Regions from separate parts of the Sus scrofa genome. Here region 1 is linked to region 2. Evidence: chromatin contacts called from public promoter capture Hi-C data. All regions are on one chromosome and are shown on one strand. The core of a region is the stretch at or near the end of the contact, and the rest is flanking DNA. Distances in the headings are between cores, read along the strand shown. Region 1 holds the start of RNF145 (RING finger protein 145). Region 2 holds the start of PWWP2A (PWWP domain-containing protein 2A).

Region 1 (2,730 bases), core at 90-2,589, 840 kb before region 2:
ATAAGCATCGGAACACGTTTTAAATATAGCTGGTGCTCCCCCACTCCCACTCATTGCTAGCTAACTTTGTAAGTACCTGATTTCCACAAAAACTACTAGCAATTCGGTGGTTGCTGGTTATCCCCAAATCAGCAAAGATAGGGAGTCCACTCTGAATACAAGGGCCATGTTTAGACTTAAGCAGCCAGACAGAGGAAATAAAAACTGCTATCTCTGCCATTGGGCGTTCAGCCTGGGTCACCACTGCAGCATAGACAGCTCATCTTTTGGGCAGGATTCAAGATTCACTAGAACTGCACAGTCCGTATTTTTAAAAATTTGGAGGAAAAAAAATGCCTCTCCTCTGCTTTCAAACTAGTTTCCTGTTTACTGCACACTGCAATGCAAAGCCATCCATTAATCTTTGATGCCTTCCCACAGCAAAGCCCCCTTCCTCTCTCCCAGAACCTCCTCCCCCGCCCCCCCCCCCGACGCCTGCTGATCTCAGTTGCGTTTGAACTATAGTAACCCCAACCCAGCTCGCTGCAAAGCAGGCAACGCAGCAGCAGCCGGGCCGCTGCCGCCGCGGGGCTAGGGGATTACGTTCACAAAAACTCTGCCAGGAGAGAGGCCCGTGCCAGGGAGCTCCCCTTCTGTCTGGCCAAGGGTGCTGGCTCCGCCATGCCACGCACCAAAAAGCTTCTGAAGAAAGAGGCGGGCAAAGTTCTTCATCCATGAACAGAAAGGAGACTCATTCATGAAGGGAGCGGCAAGGATCTCAGGGTTCTCGGTTGGGAAAAAGCAAGAGTAGAGGGGGATGCAGAAGGGAAGGAAGGCAAACGAGACACGAAGCGATGGTGAAAAAAAGGAAGGGGTGAGAGAGCTCTTACTGTAAAAAAAAAAAAGAAAGAAAAAGGACTGACAGATGGGATGCACAGTAAATGGGTCCCCATTCGACGAATGAGTTGGCAGGCCTTTCCGCACCCCTAAACAACCTCAAACCCAAGGAAAGGGCGGAAGCTGAGTTTGGGGCTCCGTAAACCAAAAAAGAGTAGGGAAAAAGGAAAGAGGGGGGAAGCTTGGAAGCAAAGTGGACAAAGACGCAAAAGAGGAAAAGTTCGAAGTTGGGACTGGAGGAAAAGAGCTGGAAAGGGGCAAAGAAAGGGGACGCTCAGGAAGGGGTTTAGAAAAGGCCCCGAAATGGGGTACTGGGGAGGCGAAGGAGGAGCGCGCTAAGTGAGGGCACCTTAGGAATGCCGGAGGAGATGAGGGATCGCTCCAGGAAGGTGGAGGAGTGGAGAGGCGGCGGACAAGGCCCGAGAGCTGGGAAGGGGGCTGAGCCCGCCCCGGGAGAGGAGGGCAGAGTCGGAGAGAGCCGAAGCGGGTGGGGGGGGGGGGGCGCAGGAGGACCGCGGGCGGGGCTGGCGGTTGGGAGGGAGGGGGCGCTGCGGGTTAAGAGGGGCTGTGGACGCCGCCGCCGCCGCCGCTGGGAAAAGAGGAGGGGGCAAGGGGGGAAGGGGCAAAGGGGAAGAAGAGGACAGAACGGGCCACGGCATGGGGGAAGGGAGAGGGGAACAGAAGATGTGGGATGCCGACAGGGGCGCGGGGATGGGAAGGGGCGGGCCGGCGCGGACGGCTCAGTCACCTCGGGCTGCGGCCTCCCTCCCTGCGGGGCAGCACCGCGGCGAACGGACGGGCTCCGCAATTCCCCGGCTCTCTCGCCGACCCTCCCGTTCTCCTCGGGCGGCAGCGGCGGGGACCGGGACGGCGCGGCTCACAGCGGCGGCTCCTCCACGCCGGGCCTTAGATGCTGCGTTTTGGGAGGCGGCGGCAGCGGCGGCGGCAGCGACCCGACCCGTGTGGTCACCATCGTCCGCGGCGGCAGGCGCTCGCGGGCCGAGCTCCTCAGCAGCCGGCGGCGGCCATGGCCTCCTTGGTTCACTCCTCCCGCCCCCGGCGCTCTGCGGCGGCCGTGGCCCGGCTGCCGCGCTGTGCGCCTGCGCGCGCCCCTGCCAGGGCGGCGCGCCCCTCCCCCGTCCTGCACGGCTGCGCACGCGTGCTCCCGCGCTCACTCACAATCGCGCTGGAGGGGTGGTTCCCGGGCCGCCTCCGGTACGTAGGCGGGCGACACAAGCCTCCCGAAGCCGCACAGCCGGTCTGGGCCGCTATGGAGACGCGTACCACGCGGACACCAGCACGCGCACTGTGACACGCGCCATTCTGACACACGTGCCCTCTCACACTCCCCAAACACCGGGAGTCACACGCGTTCACACCCACACTTACCTGCAGGGACCACGTGGGAGAATTGGAGGAGCTGATCCTCACCGAAGGCAACCGCAGTAGCAATGATGCCAGAGTTTTATTTAACTCCTATACTGACTGGTCTAGACTGTCAACTCCTTGGCCTCAGGGACCACTTCTGTGATGGCTCGGCCAGCCGTGCGTAGCACAGAATAGGCGCTCCATAAGCTTCTGTTGAATAAGTGAGTGGATATATAAAGAAATGACTGAGAACTGTTCACTGAGTATTTTCAATTTAAAAATTCCAACCCCTGGTTTAAAGAATCTGTACAAAAAATGTTTACTGTAGCATGAAATTAAACGGTATGTGTTTGTCTTATCTTTCAGTCCAAGGTTCAAAACAGGTTATTGTACACACCCCCTTCCCAAGGTAAGGAAATCATTTGTTCTGCCTAAGTCACTACCACTGATCAGCATTTCTACCTTAATTTAAATGTCAGCACACCT
Region 2 (2,706 bases), core at 137-2,636:
AAACGTTGTGGGTGAACTCAACCATTTAAACTGTATCGTTTGAGAAGTTAGTATTTGAATACTTTTATACCACATCTCGATACTAAAGGTTAAAAAAAAAAACATCTCTTCTTTAGACTTTTCTTAAAGCCATCATCATGATGAACCAAATATGCTTCCATACTGAACTTATCTAGGGGGAATTAGTTCTAACTAAGAATAACAGTCAAGGATCTCATTTTTAATAAATGCTTTTCCCTTTATAAGGAGTGACAGCCTTTTGGGAGTCCCAAAGCACACACCCCTTTTTTCAACCTCATTCAAGGCTAATTTGAGAACAGGGCAGTATCCCCCATCCAGCACCCCGTTCTCTGCAAAAAGCCTTCTGCATTTTGCATTAACCCATCCACCCTTGTGTGGGTGAGCCAGGGCCAGGTCATAGGAAAAGGCCGAGGCTGGGGGTGAGACCCGCAAGGCCGTCAACACCCGCGCCCCCGACCCGGCGGGACACCTGCACTCGCGGGCGTCCACCTGGGGCAGGGCCCGCCCTCCTGCGGCCCCACGCGCCTGCCCCTCTCGGAGCACGCGCCACGCGCCGCGCGGGACCCAAGGGCGGTACAGGCAGCAGGGCGCCTAAGAGGCGGGAGCCCGAAGTGAAGGGGCCGCCCAGGCTCGATCCCTCCCCGGGGACCGTGGGGGCCGGGGCGCCCGGGGGCGTGCTGGGGAGGACGCGGTACCTTTTGGACAGATCCATCAGGACCCCCGAGAAGAGCTTCTCCCCGAGGCGGAACGACACGACGAGCGCGTCCTCAATGATGTGGTCCAGCGTGACCCGCACCTCCGAGCCGGGGATCAGTTGCGACACCGCGGAGTCCCCGCCCGCCGGCGGCACGAGCGCAGGGGCTGCTGGCTGGGGCAGCGGTAGTTCCTGGCGCTCCTCGGGAGCTGGGGGCTGCTCGGGCGGCGGTGCAGGGGAAGGTGGAAGGTCAGGCCCCTCCTGAGACGCGGCTGCCGTCAGCTCCACAACACCGGCAGGCAGTTCGTCCGCCTCCAGCTCCAGCTCCGCCGCCTCCGGGCTGCAGGCGAGCTCCCCCGGCGGCGGCGGTGGCGGCGGGAGCGGGGGCTCGTCGGCCTGAGGAGAGGACTGCTGCCCGTCGGCCTCGGCGTCCGGCACAGATGCTTCAGTGGCCGTGACCGGGAGCGGGTCAGTGCCGGCCTCGCTGCCGGGGATGGGCTCCATCTCCGGCTCGGCCTCGCCGGCGCCCCCCTCCCCGGGGGACGCTGCAGTCGCTGCCGCCTCTGCAGCCACAGCCGCCATTTTCTTCCTGGCTTCTCCCTCCTCCAACTCCGGCTGCTGCTGCGGCGGCGGCGGCAGCGCTGCTGGGTTCCCCGGGCCTTCCCCGCCCTCACGCTAACAGTTTTGTCCCGCCCTTACCCCCCCCATGCTCGCTATTGGCACTGCGCCATTGGTTCCGTCCTACACCCCTCCCGCACTTGTGACATTCCACTGGTCAAATCAGGACGTCTATCACCCAGTCCATCCCTCCCATGCAGAGTAGGAACTTCTCATTGGCCGGGCGAGTTGTCAAATGTGGTATCTTAGAGGAGGAGTTGGGGACGGGCTCAAAGGGGGCGGGGGAGTCACCGAAGCTGAGCCTTATACTTAGCTCCTCTTTCTATTGGCTGGAGGAGAAAATAACGTCTTACAGTTGGTCTACCCTCCTGCCCATTATCAGCCGGTTTTTCAGAGGTGGAGTAAACGAGGGAATCACGTGGCGTTCCTACTCTTTCAAAGGCGACCGAGGGGTGGAGAAACGAAGTAATAAGGGAGGGGAACCGCCTCCCAGGAATCCCTGCGCAGAGGTCCTTAGAATAAATGTTATTTCTAGGCGCAGACCTGCTTGCTGCCGCGTGTGGGCACAGGCTTCTTTGAGAGGGACAACTAAAAGTTTGAAGATAATTCTAAAAAACAGTTTTTGAGCTCCTACCATGCAAGGCACTTGCACGGGAATAGAATAGAATAATGTGTAAGACATTCCCATAACCTCACTGCAGCTGCTCAAGCTCCCACAAAAAGTGTTTCCTCGACGTCGCTCTACTTTCTAGGAACAATGCACCTACTTATTCCAAAGTAGGAAAATGCTAACGAATCTCTTGCGAAGGAGGGCATTAAGAATCCTAAAGTGTCACTGAAGCAGCCTGGGTCGCTGCCACGGCCTGAGTTCAATCTCTGGCCAGACAACTTACATAGGCCTCAGGCGCAGGGAAAGGAAGAGGGAAGGAGAGAGAAAGGAAGGAAGAAAACAGGAAGGACACCATGCACACTAGATTAAGCTGATGATTGTCAGCTTAATGTATGTCAGAGAGCAGTCCTGGACTTTCTTGTGAACACTACTTTTTGGAAAGTGGTGACACCTGGCTCCTTGCTCCAGCTTTTTTCGTTCCGGGCCTCTCCTATGCCACAGGTGCAAAAAATCCTCTCTCTTCACCGCCCTAATGCTCCTACTTCTCTGTTCCCATTTTGTTTCTTCACTTGTGTAGAAGAATCTATTGAACCCATTTCTGACTAATTGCACCTCAGATTGAGTCTTTTCTCCAGAAGAGACTGTAGGCACTGAGAATGCCTACAGCAAAGAGAGAAAAGTTACCAGCTTTAGGTGGAGTGAAAAATGAAATTCTAAAGATTACTTACAGCTAATGTTTATTGAGCACCTCCTACGTGTAGGC

The links. Promoter capture Hi-C pulls out the DNA fragments that hold promoters and counts their contacts.
Region 1: a promoter capture Hi-C map of liver shows a contact between it and region 2, with 6 times the contacts expected there. The contact joins the promoter of RNF145 here to the promoter of PWWP2A in region 2. A contact is called at or near these places in 1 of 5 promoter capture datasets (liver), 1 of 47 Hi-C or Micro-C datasets (heart right ventricle) and 1 of 2 datasets of contacts at active chromatin or transcription factors (alveolar macrophages).

The regions. Positions count from the first base shown.
Region 1 is chr16:64,250,381-64,253,110 of Sscrofa11.1, reverse strand. It overlaps RNF145 (RING finger protein 145), which reads right to left and starts at 1,339. Exons shown (of 11, transcript XM_021077056.1): 1 at 1,226-1,339. It overlaps LOC102162058, which reads right to left and starts at 2,198. Exons shown (of 4, transcript XM_021076824.1): 1 at 2,161-2,198; 2 at 1,625-2,025. The coding sequence starts at 2,198.
Region 2 is chr16:63,408,578-63,411,283 of Sscrofa11.1, reverse strand. PWWP2A (PWWP domain-containing protein 2A) reads right to left here and starts at 1,386. Exons shown (of 4, transcript XR_002339711.1): 1 at 717-1,386.